2 separate regions of the Mus musculus genome follow, and region 2 is linked to region 1. A link is a contact called in public Hi-C data. All regions are on one chromosome and are shown on one strand. Each heading gives the region's core, a stretch centred on a gene start, on an enhancer-like site or on the middle of the called end of the contact. The rest is flanking DNA. Distances are from core to core; before and after follow the strand shown. Region 1 overlaps Gm33055 (a long non-coding RNA gene). Region 2 has its middle 61 kb from the start of Atl2.

What was found. Hi-C and Micro-C count contacts between places; a contact is called where the count stands out from the background.
Region 2: a contact with region 1 is called in a Hi-C map of embryonic fibroblasts, with 2.1 times the contacts expected there. The contact joins two enhancer-like sites. A contact is called at or near these places in 1 of 15 datasets of contacts at CTCF or cohesin (the G1E-ER4 cell line), 36 of 484 Hi-C or Micro-C datasets (CD4 T cells, CD8 T cells, the G1E-ER4 cell line and 13 more) and 9 of 115 datasets of contacts at active chromatin or transcription factors (the NIH/3T3 cell line, astrocytes, embryonic fibroblasts and 4 more).

Annotation. Positions count from the first base shown.
Region 1 is chr17:79,743,789-79,750,109 of GRCm38.p6, reverse strand. It overlaps Gm33055 (a long non-coding RNA gene), which reads right to left. Exons shown (of 3, transcript XR_385784.3): 3 at 5,037-5,210. Among named protein-coding and RNA genes, the nearest start is that of Gm33055, 9.6 kb to the right of the region's middle. Within about 2 kb of position 3,874, at least 117 of the 459 cell types and tissues checked have an H3K27ac peak or open chromatin away from gene starts, as enhancers often do. A contact at or near this core is called in the NIH/3T3 cell line, astrocytes, embryonic fibroblasts and 1 more, where this site is marked.
Region 2 is chr17:79,831,971-79,838,424 of GRCm38.p6, reverse strand. No RefSeq gene overlaps it. Among named protein-coding and RNA genes, the nearest start is that of Atl2, 61 kb to the left of the region's middle. Within about 2 kb of position 2,329, at least 63 of the 459 cell types and tissues checked have an H3K27ac peak or open chromatin away from gene starts, as enhancers often do. A contact at or near this core is called in the NIH/3T3 cell line, astrocytes, embryonic fibroblasts and 1 more, where this site is marked.

The DNA.
Region 1 (6,321 bases), core at 2,625-5,124:
CTTTCCCCAAGCCCAAACTTGGGCCAATTCATTCATTGCCTGGATGAACCAGAGGCCTCTGAGGAGACTTTTCAAAGTCTTAACATTTCCTTCCTATTTCCTTTTCTCCTAAGCAAAATTCCCTTTATTTTTTACCACCCACTAGAAGGGAGAATTGAAATTAGGCCCTTTTATTTAATAGCTTGCCAAACAATAAACAGCTCTCTCAAACTAAGCCACATCTTATCTAGGGAGAGGGCAATAAAAATAGTGATTTATGCAGTCAAGAGGAGAGCGAGACACTTTTATAGCATCACAGATGGTTCTGCAGATTGCAAAGCAGCATTATTTGATTCTGTCCATCTCAGTCTCTTAACTTGCAATTTAAAAACAGAATCAAGTGGCTGCTTCCTACAGCTCAGGTTCCTGGGGCAGATCATGAAGGTCTAGGCATGAAAGCACCTTGAATCTGATAGAAGAAGATGCAGATGTTGATGAATTATCCCCCCACCCCCACCCCATGGAAGGTTAATACGAGGAAAGTTTACAAGAATGTTTATGGAAAGTAATCTGGCCCAGTGGGTGCGTGGCTTCACCCAGCCTTGAGCTACTTAGGATAGCATGGGTATGCAGAGGATCATTAATTTGGGTGCATCTCTGAGAGCAATTCCTGAATGCTGAGATGATGAATTGAGATGCACACTCACACTTCACTCCTATTCATGTTTCTAATACCTTGCAACTGCAGCCTGAGGTGTATATGTGTGTGTTGCACATTTCAGTGGTTGTAGCAGAATACCTATGAGAGTCAACTTAGGCAGGAAAGATTTATTTTGGCTTATGGTTTCAGAGGCCACAGTCCATGGCCATTTAGTTCCACCTCTTTGGATCATGGCAGAGCAGTGGTGGGGATCATGTGGTGGGATAAAGATGCTTATCCCATGGTGACTACAAGTGGAGAAGTAGGGGTGGGGGAGGCAGGGGAGGGAGGCAGAGTAGCAGGGGGGAGGAGAGAAGGGCGGGAATTCCCAGGATAAACACCTATAAGATAGAGCCTTCAAGGGTATACTACTAAGGATCTATCAATTAGCCCTACATGCCAAGTTTCTGTCACCTTTCAGTAGTCAATTAAACAATAAATCCACTAATAGAATAATCAGTTAGTGAGGTTGGGACCCTTTAATCCAATCAGCTGGGCACAGCTCTGTTGAGGACCATACCGTAAGCATTTGGGGAACATTATAAATTGAAACCATAACAATAAATATTAGATCTATTCTCAGTATATCTCTGGTCTCTTTTTCTTCTAGCCAAGCCAGGGCTGCTGGGTCCTTGAGATTAGCCAACCTGGATCATAGACAGCCTGGCACACTGCTGAGAACACAAGATATGGAGCCATTCTATCTGCACGTGAGTGCCAGTTCCATTCTGTGATTTTTCACTGTCACCTCATCTGTAAAATGGGCATGATGTAAACCTATCTATAGAGAAGGCTTTCCTGATAATTAAATGAGGCAATTAACCTCCTGACTCCCACCATAAAGGATGACTGTTTTTAAAACTTGTGAAAAACATGGTGCTGCTGCTGCTGCTGCTGCTGGTGGTGCTGGTGTACGAAGTGGTTTTTCCAAAGGCAGAGTCCAGCAGTTTCCTTTGCTTTGTTTATTTTTCTTGCATAAAAGTTCTCTTTTTAAATTGTAATAAAATAAAATTATTAGAGTTTTACAATTCATATGGCTGAATTAATAGTGCTTTGGTAGTTTTACTCTGTCCTTGATTTTTGCATAAATCTCTTATTTTTTCCTCTTCTGTGATTTTAGGGCATTCCCACGGAGACCTTTTAATCCAGCAACGTGACTGGATTAAATGCTTTAGCAAGGGATCACATCCAAAGACTTTCTAGGTCTGTGCGGTCCAGCTGCAATGGCACACCTTTAACCTCTTAGTATGCACCATTAGTTCACATCCCTAGTACACACCTTTAAACCCAAGCAATAAAGGTAAAGTTGGTCTGTAGAAGAAAGAAGCCATGTTTGAAAGCGATGCCTAACTGAGGAGCATACAAAGTGCAAATCAGAGGAAGATCTGACTCTCATGAAATACAGGCAGGAAAGAGAGGTGATGTAAACACTGCACAGATTAAGTCAGGAGGGAAGACAGGTCCAATGAAAGCAGGTCGGTTGAGTCCAGCTCATAGGAGTTTGGTGCAGTTCAGTTGAATGCAGTTGAATTCAGCGGAGTGTGTGCAATCCCATCCCAGTCTGTTCAGTTTGTGCAGCGAGTACAGTTTAGTTCATGGAATTCAGAACAATTTCACCAGAAGCCAAGAGAAGCCAGTTTGAATCAGCCAGCTTGGAGGGGAGTTTTGAGGCAGAACAGCTGAGCTGAACCAGCCAGAGTTCAGAAAGACTAGAAATGGTGAGCTTATTTAGCAGTAAGCCTCTGAGACAATCATATCTGGTGAAAAAAATGCTACATTTATACACTGCACTGGAAAATAGGCATTGCTTTGGTATGAGACTATACTTTGATATGGGACATGCATTAAAATGGGACTAAGGTTATGGCATTTCCTTCCTGTAAAATCCAACTCCATGATTTTACTTTATAGTTAAATGGGCTCCTGTCTCTGAATTTAAGGCCAACCGTAAGCACCTAACCTTAGAGTTTGCAGGAAAAGAACATAGCCATTTCATGGGTACTGAACACACTATGGGGATATATTAGGTTTTATGCACTGACTCCTGGCCCTCCACATGAAGTGAGTTCTGCCACCAGCTCCATTTGTGCAGATGTGGAAGTGGGGCTTTAAAGTGACTGCCCTAGGTCACACATCCAGGAAGCAATGGAACCAAAACCCTTCCCACAGGCATCTGGACTGACAGCCCAAGCTTTAGCAACTTGTTATACTTCTGTGCATCAGAATGAGGCAGCTGCAGACTTGCACGAACTAGTCGTGGACTCTACCATCCCGTGGCAGCTGGCAGGTTCACGTGAGGCCACTAGTGACTAGTGCCAAATCACCGGGTGTGCTATCCTCGCTGAGAGAGAAGCTGGGAACACAGGGAGTGATACACGGACGCTGTGAAGAACTCTATCGGCTGCGATGGGCACGTTCAGAATACACATAGATGTTTCAAAGTGCACAATGCCTAAGTTTTCAGTGAGTTCCACATGCTCATAGAAATGCCCATGCATTTGTTTAAATGGGAACACAAGGCAGCTACTTCACTCCTTCTTCTTGATAAAAATGGTTAGAATTTGCTTAGAAATGCCTTCTATTGACAATAGAAATAATCAACTTTATCCTCATTAACTGTCTTCGTTTCTTTTTTACTGATCCTTCTGTCTTTCCGCCACGTCTCACTGTAATCCTTCATTAGGGTGCAACCAACTGATTCAAACACCCAGTCACACATTCTCCCTTTAAGCCGAGGTTGTTTCACTCCGCCCTGATTGTCTGACCCTCTTACCTTTGGCAAATAACTTTGCCAGGAATGTTAAGAGAACGAATAGTGTTTCCTTTAAAAACCTAGCCTATATAATGTGTGTGGCATCTCATACTGTTTTTCCTTTTATAAGCATTCAATGCTCCCTGTGGGATGCACAGTCTCACAGCTAGCCCTCCCTACTTGAATGGCCACTTGGTCCTCAGAACTCTCCTGACCAAGGTCATTAGACTACGGCCCATTTACTCACGTCTGCCTGACACCAGAGCCTAATCTCTTAACCACTAAACTAAACTGGCCTTCCAGTAGGTCAGGCCTTGTGTGCCCCTCCAACATAATTTTCCCTTGGAAGTGTAAATAGTCTTTGCTTACTCTAGGAGTGTGTCACTGGCTGTAGCTCTTGAAAGCAGTGCCAGACTGTGGTTGGGGCTTTCTGTTCTTTGGACAAAGAATGAAGGTGACTCAGCAGATTGCTTTTGTACAGCGTGGAGGACTGGGAGCACTCCCCCACTCCAACATCTAAGGAAAAGAATGCAGTCAAGTTTGCTCCTTGTGTCTTAGGCTGAGCTGGACAATAAAGATGACCTCCTCTAACCCCACTATTTGCTGCAGGGGAAGTCAAGAAACTAAGACACTCGGTCATTTGTCCAAGGATGCAGCCCTTCTTGAGGCAGGCCAAGACTGATTTTTTTTTTAATTAAAAATAAATTGCTATTCTCAATCCACCTTCATTCTCCTTGGGTTTGCTTGTTTTTAAGGAAGGCTTAAAGACAGAAGATTAAATGCCTTGTAATAGTACATTTCCATATTACATAGTTTTATGGAAAAAATAAATGTAACAATAATGTCAGCAGTTCTAAACCTGTAGGTTATAAAAGATTTCTGTCTTTAATCGAGCTAGTCTATAGAATCCCAGAGTCACATTTATGTCACATAAGATTTCCAGAGTGATGGACAATTTCCTGTAAAAAGTCAGTTGGATAACTGACCGCCGGGGTTGAGAAATTCAGGATTTCCCGGCAAAGTCCTACTTTGTCTCGTCTCTAGGAAATGCAAACTCGTCAGCATGCAAGCTTTTTGGCACTGCAACACAACCCCACCAATCTTTGTTGTCCTTGCAGATCTTGTTCATTTCTATTAAGATTCTACTCTCTTCCCTCGAAACCTCCCCGAGTGAGTAACCTCGAGGTGGTGCATTCCAGAATGAAGGGTCCTCACTCTTCCCACATTCCAGGACTTCTGGACTGGAAAATGCAGACAAATTCAGTCTTGTCCCTGCTGTAAATCTGAATCAATTACTTGAATTCTTTGGTTCCTAATTTCCCGTGAATAATTCCTGCCTGCTTGCCATCCAGGGCTCTTCTGAACATTTAAAAAGTTAGAAATCTTGTAGTCAGATGCGCTGGCCTCCGTTTCTGGTGTTAGAGCTGAGAGAACAAGGACCTTGCAGCTCTCTGGCCCCTGCATGGAGTTTTTGAGGTCATCAAGGTCCTGACCATTGACAGAATCAAGGCAAAGCTTCCCGTTCTTCCTGGAGGTTCTTTCACTGCTTAGCTCTAATAAATACCACAGAGACAGCATGTAATTATTTTTTATTAATTAATAGCCTCTGTATTGAGTCAACGCTAGTGACATATTTTTCATGCCTTAACAGGGCTGTAGATTGTCAGGAATTTCTGAAGATAGAAATGTGTGTCAGAAGACAAATTCTCCCTCTTCCAGAGCCTGGGCACATTTGCCTTGTTTTTCCAAAGCAGGTCTCAGTCATCAAGCAAGGTTAATCTGCAAAGGAGAAATGGGGAGAACAATTTCAGGCCAAGGATAAGTAGAGGTAGAACTTAAAGGTGTGGCCTGTTTCAAGACAGTGGAGGGTTCTCCAAGTGTTATTCTTTGAGGGCCACTGTTGCCTCCATTGTAGATTTTATGTATGCTGAAATTATTCCCCTGCCTCATCTCACCTCCTGTTCACTTGACCTAAGTCTTTTGGAATCCCTGAGCATCCATTATGAGAATGAGATGTCCTACTTCCCCTCTCCTGGTCCATCTTACCTTGCACCTACGTGACTATCACGTGATTGTTTGCATTCCTTGACATACTGCAAATTTCAAAGAGAAAGAATCAGCCTTGCTTATTCTCCCACTTTGGTGCTATCCTGGGTAGTATTTTTTTTTTTGTCACCTTGATATAAGCCAGAGTCATCTTGGAAGGGGGAACTTTAATTGAGAAAATTTCCTCATGGGATTTACTCTGTAGGGTTTTCTATTGATTAAAGATTGAAGAGAGAGGGCCCAATCCACTATAGACCACACCATCCCTGGGTGGTTGGTTCGGGATTGTATAATAGAGCAGGATGAGCAAGCCATGAAAGCAAAGTCAGTAAGCAGGACTCCTCTGTGGCACCTGCTTCAGTTCCTGCCTCCAGGTTCCTCCCTGGGCTTCCCTCAGTGGTGGACTGTGGTCAGACACACAAGCCAAACACACCCTTCCCTTCCCAAGTTGTTGTTGTTGTTGTGTTGTCATTATCACAGCATCACAAAGCAAACTAAGATACTTGCCTATCCACCCTCCTCTCAGCATCTTCTGGCATCAGATCGAATGAGTATTTCTTAGACAGGTAACTAACTTAACCACATGCCCACATGTCTTCATTTGTTCCTCAAATATTCAAGATTGGGTACGGAGAATGGGTCCAGCATCCACACAGTCTTTTTCCAAGAGCGGGAGCTATGCTCCTGTGCCTTTCCCTAGACAGCTCTATTTTGTTCTAGACACCAACAGATAATAGGTCTCTGTCCCTAATCTGTGATAATTCTCAAGTGTTTAAAATGAGCTGTCACACCCTCTACCTTGTATGCCTTTGTTAACCTATCTGTCCTGCCCTCAACAATTGTA
Region 2 (6,454 bases), core at 1,080-3,579, 90 kb before region 1:
AGCATCCCTTGAATTGGGTCTCTCCATTCTGTTGCCAAACACAAGCGAAGGTCATGCTGTGTGGACCAGAGGATAGAGAGTCACACACAACTCTTAGACTCCATTCATGCCATTTCCCATCACTAGGAAAATGAAGTCCTCCTAAGACTCAGCTGCCACCTCTTTTGTTCTTGCATTATTTTCCTTGACTTGGTAGTTCATCTGGGTCACTTTCTGTTATAAAAGCAGTATGATAGACTTGTGGAAAATTCCACTTCAGCCCAACACCATGGGCATGACCCACGGCAGCTAATGCTGAGGGGCACTGTAGGTAGCACCCAACTCTAAAACTTGTGGGTCATGATCCCTTTGAGGGGTTGAGCAACCCTTTCACAAGGGTAGCCTGAGACCACTGGACATACCAGCTATTAACATTATAATTCAGAACAGTAGCAAAATTACAGTTATGGAGTAGCAACAAAAATAATTTTATGGTTGGGGTCACCACAACACAAGGAGCTGTATGAAAGGGTGGCAGCATTAGGAAGGTTGAGACCCACTGTTCTAGAAGAAGCCACCTGCTTACCCACCTGTGGCTCCTGCAGAGGCCTGGGGCCCACTCTTTAAAGGAGTTAGAAATTGAATTGGAAAAATTCATCACAAAATCAGCATATGACATCATTAAAAACAGGCTGGAAGAGACAAAGGGGGATTTGGTTTTAAAGCAAGCTGTTAACTTTTGAGTTACCCGCACTCTAAAAGTAAACTGTCCCAGGCACCTCTTCCAGAAAACCTCACAGCCCTAGTCTGACAGATTCAGACCAAAGGACAGAGGAACCTCCTACCAAACACTGGACCAGGGCCCTTTAAAGCCATGAAGACTGTGGCAAATGAGGAATGTTAGAATGTGTCCCAGACTGGCTGAGATTAAGAAGTTGAGACTTGAAGAGTATGAGGTTCTGGGGCATCAATGGGAAACCCAAGGTATCTCAACAGCATCCATGCAAACCTCTACTTGTCCATTCTGACAAAGGTAGTGACAGCTGTGACCAGCAGTAGACGGCAGGCACACAGAAACTCTCTGCACTGTATCAGCAGCCTTCCTGCAAATCTCAAATTATTCCGAAAGAAAAAAATCTCATCAAGGACAAAAAGTCCCTTCTGTGCCCAAGATAACCTTTGGCTGTTATGCTTTCAAAAGCAAGATAGGTTCCCAGCATCAAAACAAATGGTGTCCTTCCTGCTGGGGCCTTGGAAGCATCAATCAGACAGCGATGATCGTTAGGGTCATTTCCTTTGGAGCAGATGGTGTCAAAGACTCCTAAAGTGGGACCATAAGCACGTGGCTCTTCTTGCAACTGTCCGGTTCAAACTGTTGTCTTCTCTCCTGTCAATGAGGAGTGTGTGGTGCCCTCTTTCCACTCGGACTGCACCACAGCGACTGGGAAGGATTCAGAATTCAGAGGCAGAGGGTTGGGGAGATGGTTCAGTTGGTAACGTATTTGCCTTACAAGTTGAAGACTTGAATTTGGATCTCCAGAATCCAAAGTTTTTATTATTTTTATTTTTTAAAACATGTATGGAGCACACCTGTGATCCAAATACTGTGATATAGGAAGCAGAGACAGGGGGAATCTCCAGGATTAAGAGCCAACTAGCCTGGCCCATGTCGAGTTCCAGGCCACTGAGAGACAAAAGGTGGAGGGCACCTGAGGACTGGCACCATAGGTTGTCACACCATGAACAAATACATTCCACATATGGATACTCCTCACCCCTCCTGCATACACACACACACACACACACACACACACACACACACACACACACAAACACACCACACACATACACACACATACACACACATACACACACAGACACACACAGACACACACATACACACACACACATACACACACACACATACACATACACACACACACATACACACACATACACACACATACACACACACATACACACACACACACATCACTTGACCTAGACACAGTCTGAAGGCTGACATTTTGCTTAAAGTTATTTGGATTGACCTGCTAAGCTGTGGCTTTGGGTTTGTGTGATGAGATTCAAAAGTCCTTGCCCCCCCCCCCCCCAAACATTCTCAGTGTCAAGAAAATTGATGTCCCCTCCAACTCCACAGGAATGATATCACTCTGAAGAATTCCCAGGCAATTATCCCTCCTTGCAAGGAAACAGCCTCTCCTTTCAGGGCCCAATCAAACAACCACAAATCAAAGATTGTTGGATATGTTCCACTAATAGCACAGAAAGCCATTAGCTGGAGTCATCTGAAAAGGGAAATGGCTTAGATATTTGTGGTCTCACAGGAAAAGCTTCTGTAATGTCAGATGGCTGTTACCAAGTGGCTCAGTGGAGTCGAGCATCACATCTCTCAGAGAGAGACGTTATTTATTTATTACCCACACAACGAACAGACTTTCCCTTGCTCACTTGCTTAAGGCTCAGAGTCCTCTCACGTTGAATTAAACCTAAAAGGAGAAGCAACACACACAAATGCCTGGCTTTCAGTTCTCGTTGTGTGGGAGGAAAGGAAGAAGTCATCTTCTGAGGTTCTCTGTGGACTCTGCAAGATTCTCCCTTCTTCAGTCTTCATTAATGAACTTGGATTCACTGGAAACATTCCACTGGGTTGAGGCCTGGCTTCCAAGACAGCCTCTACTTAAATGAGATCCTGCACCAATAACTGCCATTAATCTAACAGAAGCACCTATTTGGCTGGCGCAGGGGCACTTGTTCCTAGTCTCCTTCTTTGTGATTATTAAGGGTTGCAAACTCCATGACTCCATGGCCTTGGCCAGAGGTGGGCATAGTACCCCACTCCTCTGGTTGCAGTGGTTGGTTTAAGGACAGGACATGTGACAAAATCCTGTCCTGTTAGATGCCTTTCCTCAGTTGGTTTTATGAAGAGCTGGTGATGAAGGCATCTTATGCGGGGGAGTGGAGAGGATGGGGGTCAAGGGCTGCTAGAGGCTGCTGTCAGTCACAGGAAGAAAACCTGTTTGAAGAGAATGTCAAAGGAGTCAGAGAAAGAAGTGTCCTTGTGGCATGGAGACCTAGGTTTAGGTACTGAGTGTGTGTATGTATATATGCATGTGAATGTGTGTGACTGTGTGTATCTGAGTATATGTGTGTGTGTGTGTGTGTGAGTGTATGTGTATGGGTGTGTGAGTGAGTGTGAGTATGTTGGTGTGTGTGAGTGTGTATGTGAGTGTGTGATTGTGATTGAGTGTATGAGTGTGTGTGACTGCGTGAGAATGTATATGAGTGTGTGTGAATGTGTATGTGTGTATGTGAGTGTGTGTGAGTGTCTAAATGTGTGTGTATGAGAGACTGTGTGAGTATGTGAGTGAATATGTGTGTGATTATGTTGGTGTGTGCAAATGTGTGTGAGTGTGTATGTATGTTGGTGTAACTGTATGTATATTTTTTGTGTGTGCAACTGTGTGAGTGTGTATATGTGTGTGAGTGTGTATGATTGTGTGACTAAGTGTGTGTGTGGTTTAAGTTGATGTGTGTGAGTTTGTATGTGTGTGTTTAAATGTGTGTGTTCCAGCATCCTTCTATTAAAGTTCCATTATGACTAAGCTTTGTGTGCTGTGCTTCTGCTAGAAGCAAGGAAGAGCACTCTGACACTGATCTATGCAGTTTTCTCTCCTCTCTAGCATGCATCAATCACACTGGAGACGTTTCTTATGACATTTTAGTCTTTATAATATGTTTTGTTTTGTTTTTTTGGTTTTTCAAGACAGGGTATCTCTGTATAGCCCTGGCTGTCCTGAAACTCACTCTGTAGACCCGACTAGCCTCGAACTCAGAAATCCACCTGCCTCTGCCTCCCGAGTGCTGGGATTAAAGGCGTGTGCCACCACGCCCGGCTTAATATGTTTTATTATTTCATAATATCATCCACACATACAACATGTTTTGGTTAAATCTGCATCCTGTTCCTTCCCTTGCAGTGCCCCCTTTTCTTTAATTTTCTCCCCAGCCACGTTTATTTTTGCATATTTACATATTGAAAGAATAAATATTGTTTTTAATAATTACACACCTAAAACAATCAACAGATTCAATGAAACCATCAAAACACTGTTGGACAAATTTTGTTTACAAGCACAAAAGTCTCTGAACCACTAAAGTAATTCCAAAGAAAAAGCATAAAGTTGGAGATAACATAAGACTGATTTCAGTCACATCACAGAGCTAAATTCTCCTGAAACTTCCATAGTGGTTTCATGGGACAAAGGTTTAGGGCCCACTTTCTTCTAGATCCCACCCCCTACTCTTCTTGTTCCAACTTTAAAAAATCTTTTTATTCCTTGTATACTTCATATTATGCACCCCAATCCCATTCATCCCCCATCCCTCCATATCCATCCCCTGCCCTTGCAACTGCCCACCCCCCAAAAGAAAACAAATAAGCAAAAAAAAAAAAATTCATCATGGAAGCTGCAGTGTATCAGTATACCATTTTGTCCACACATCTTTACTTACAAATGTTCATCACAATGAGTCTTTGATCTGGTTTGAGGCTCTTAACCACTTGTAACTCCAGTTCCAAGGAATCTAATGACTTCTCTGGGTACCAGCCACATATGTGTTACACAGACATATACACAGGCAAACACTTATACGCATAAAAAATAAACCTTATAAAAAGGGCAGAGTTACTTCACATCTGTTCTCTATCAAAGACTACAAGTCTGTGTTCCCACCTTTCTGAGGAAAGGGAGAATTTTTTTTCTTTTATGCTTTTGTGATTTTTCAGAAAAGACATTTAAGTTTTTTTGGCACACTATAATCTCAGTTAAACTAGGTTATCAGAGTCACCAGTTACCACACAGTTAAGTCCTTGTGAGTACTTGAGATTGCTTGCTAGATCCTCACGTGTGCCTTCTTGGCACTCTCGAATGCTCCGCGACCACCCATGTCTGCCACTGAGACAGGAAGGTGGAACAAGCAGCCCATGCCCCACCCTCGGGATGCCAGCAAGGCGCTGAGATTTGTGCCACCCGCAGCATCTCTCTTGGTTAGGGTTTCTATGGCTTCGAGAAAACATCGTGACCAAAAAAGCAAGTTGGGGAGCAAAAGGTTTATTTGGCTTACACTTCCAGATCAAGTCCACCACGAGTGGAAGTTGGGATAGGAACTCTAGTAGGGCAGGGAGATCTGAATACTGAGGCCATGGAGAGGTGCTGCTTACTGGCTTGCTTTCCATGGCTTACTCAGTCTGCTGTCCTATAGAACCCAGGACCACCAGCCCAGGCACCACCCACAGTGAGCTGGTCCTTCTCTGATCACTAATCGAGAAAGTGTCTTACAGTTGGAGCTCATGGAGGCCTTTCCTCATCTGAAGCTCCTTCTGTTATGACACTAGTGTCAAGTTGACACATAAACCCAGCCAGGACAGCATCCTTCTGCCTCCCAACCTCTCCTTTCTTGTCAGGATTCAAGAGTCTGTTGTCTCAGCCCCATTGGCCTGGGTTTGAGGCAGTTCTCCAGGATACTTAGTTTTCCTTAGACAATGAAAAAGAATCTCCCCGTCGGAGGAGCGCTAAAGCACAGAGGGATCCTCCTTCAGAAGTGAATTAAGCCCTTTGGTGAGATTCTCTCATGATGGCTTTCTGTGGGAGCTTTAATGACTCCAAAAGAAAGTGTTGTGAGAATTGAGGTTGTTTTCACTTTCACAGTGATTGGCTGACATGCTGGGGGTGTCATGGGTTTCCTGGGGTGTGGAGAGATGCTGGCTAATTTTCCCCGTGCAGTGCCTACTCTCTATACATCCAACACTATTGTATGACCTTTGCTCTTTTTTTTTTTTCTCTTTTCCTTTTCTATTGCAGGAATTTTGGCTACACCTCTTTAAGTTCCTGGTGAGTCATAGGCACACATCCACCCAGGAACTATCTTGGATACACAGATGAAAGACACACACATTAGCTCATTTTTAAACTGCCTTGTTGGCTCTGTGGCTAGGCTCTTCTAAGACTTCTGCAGCTAGCATGTCCTTACCTTTCCTCCTAACTCAACACCTCTAAATCTGCCCTTAACTTAGTTGCCTAGTTACCTTCTGTGAAGTCCATTGGTCTTGCTGCCCAAGACTCTTTTGGGCTGCCCTTCCGTGAGCTGCTTTTCTTTTCTGCCTACATTTTGGAAGACCTCTCCTACAGCTCTGAGTCTGTTCCATATCTCTTCTCCATGAATTCTGATCTCCTCCTCCTCTCCCCTAGCCTGTGGTAACCTGAAAGTTCTGCCTCTTTCTTTCTGCCCAGCCATTGGCCGCTGGCATCTTTATTGATTGATCAAGAACCAACTGGGGACAAGGACCTTCAGCCCCAGTACACACAGATCCCCATGAAATCAAAGCATAAGAACCACTCCTCTACATCTCACCTTTTCTGTCCAATTAAAAAAAAAGACAAACCTCTCCTTT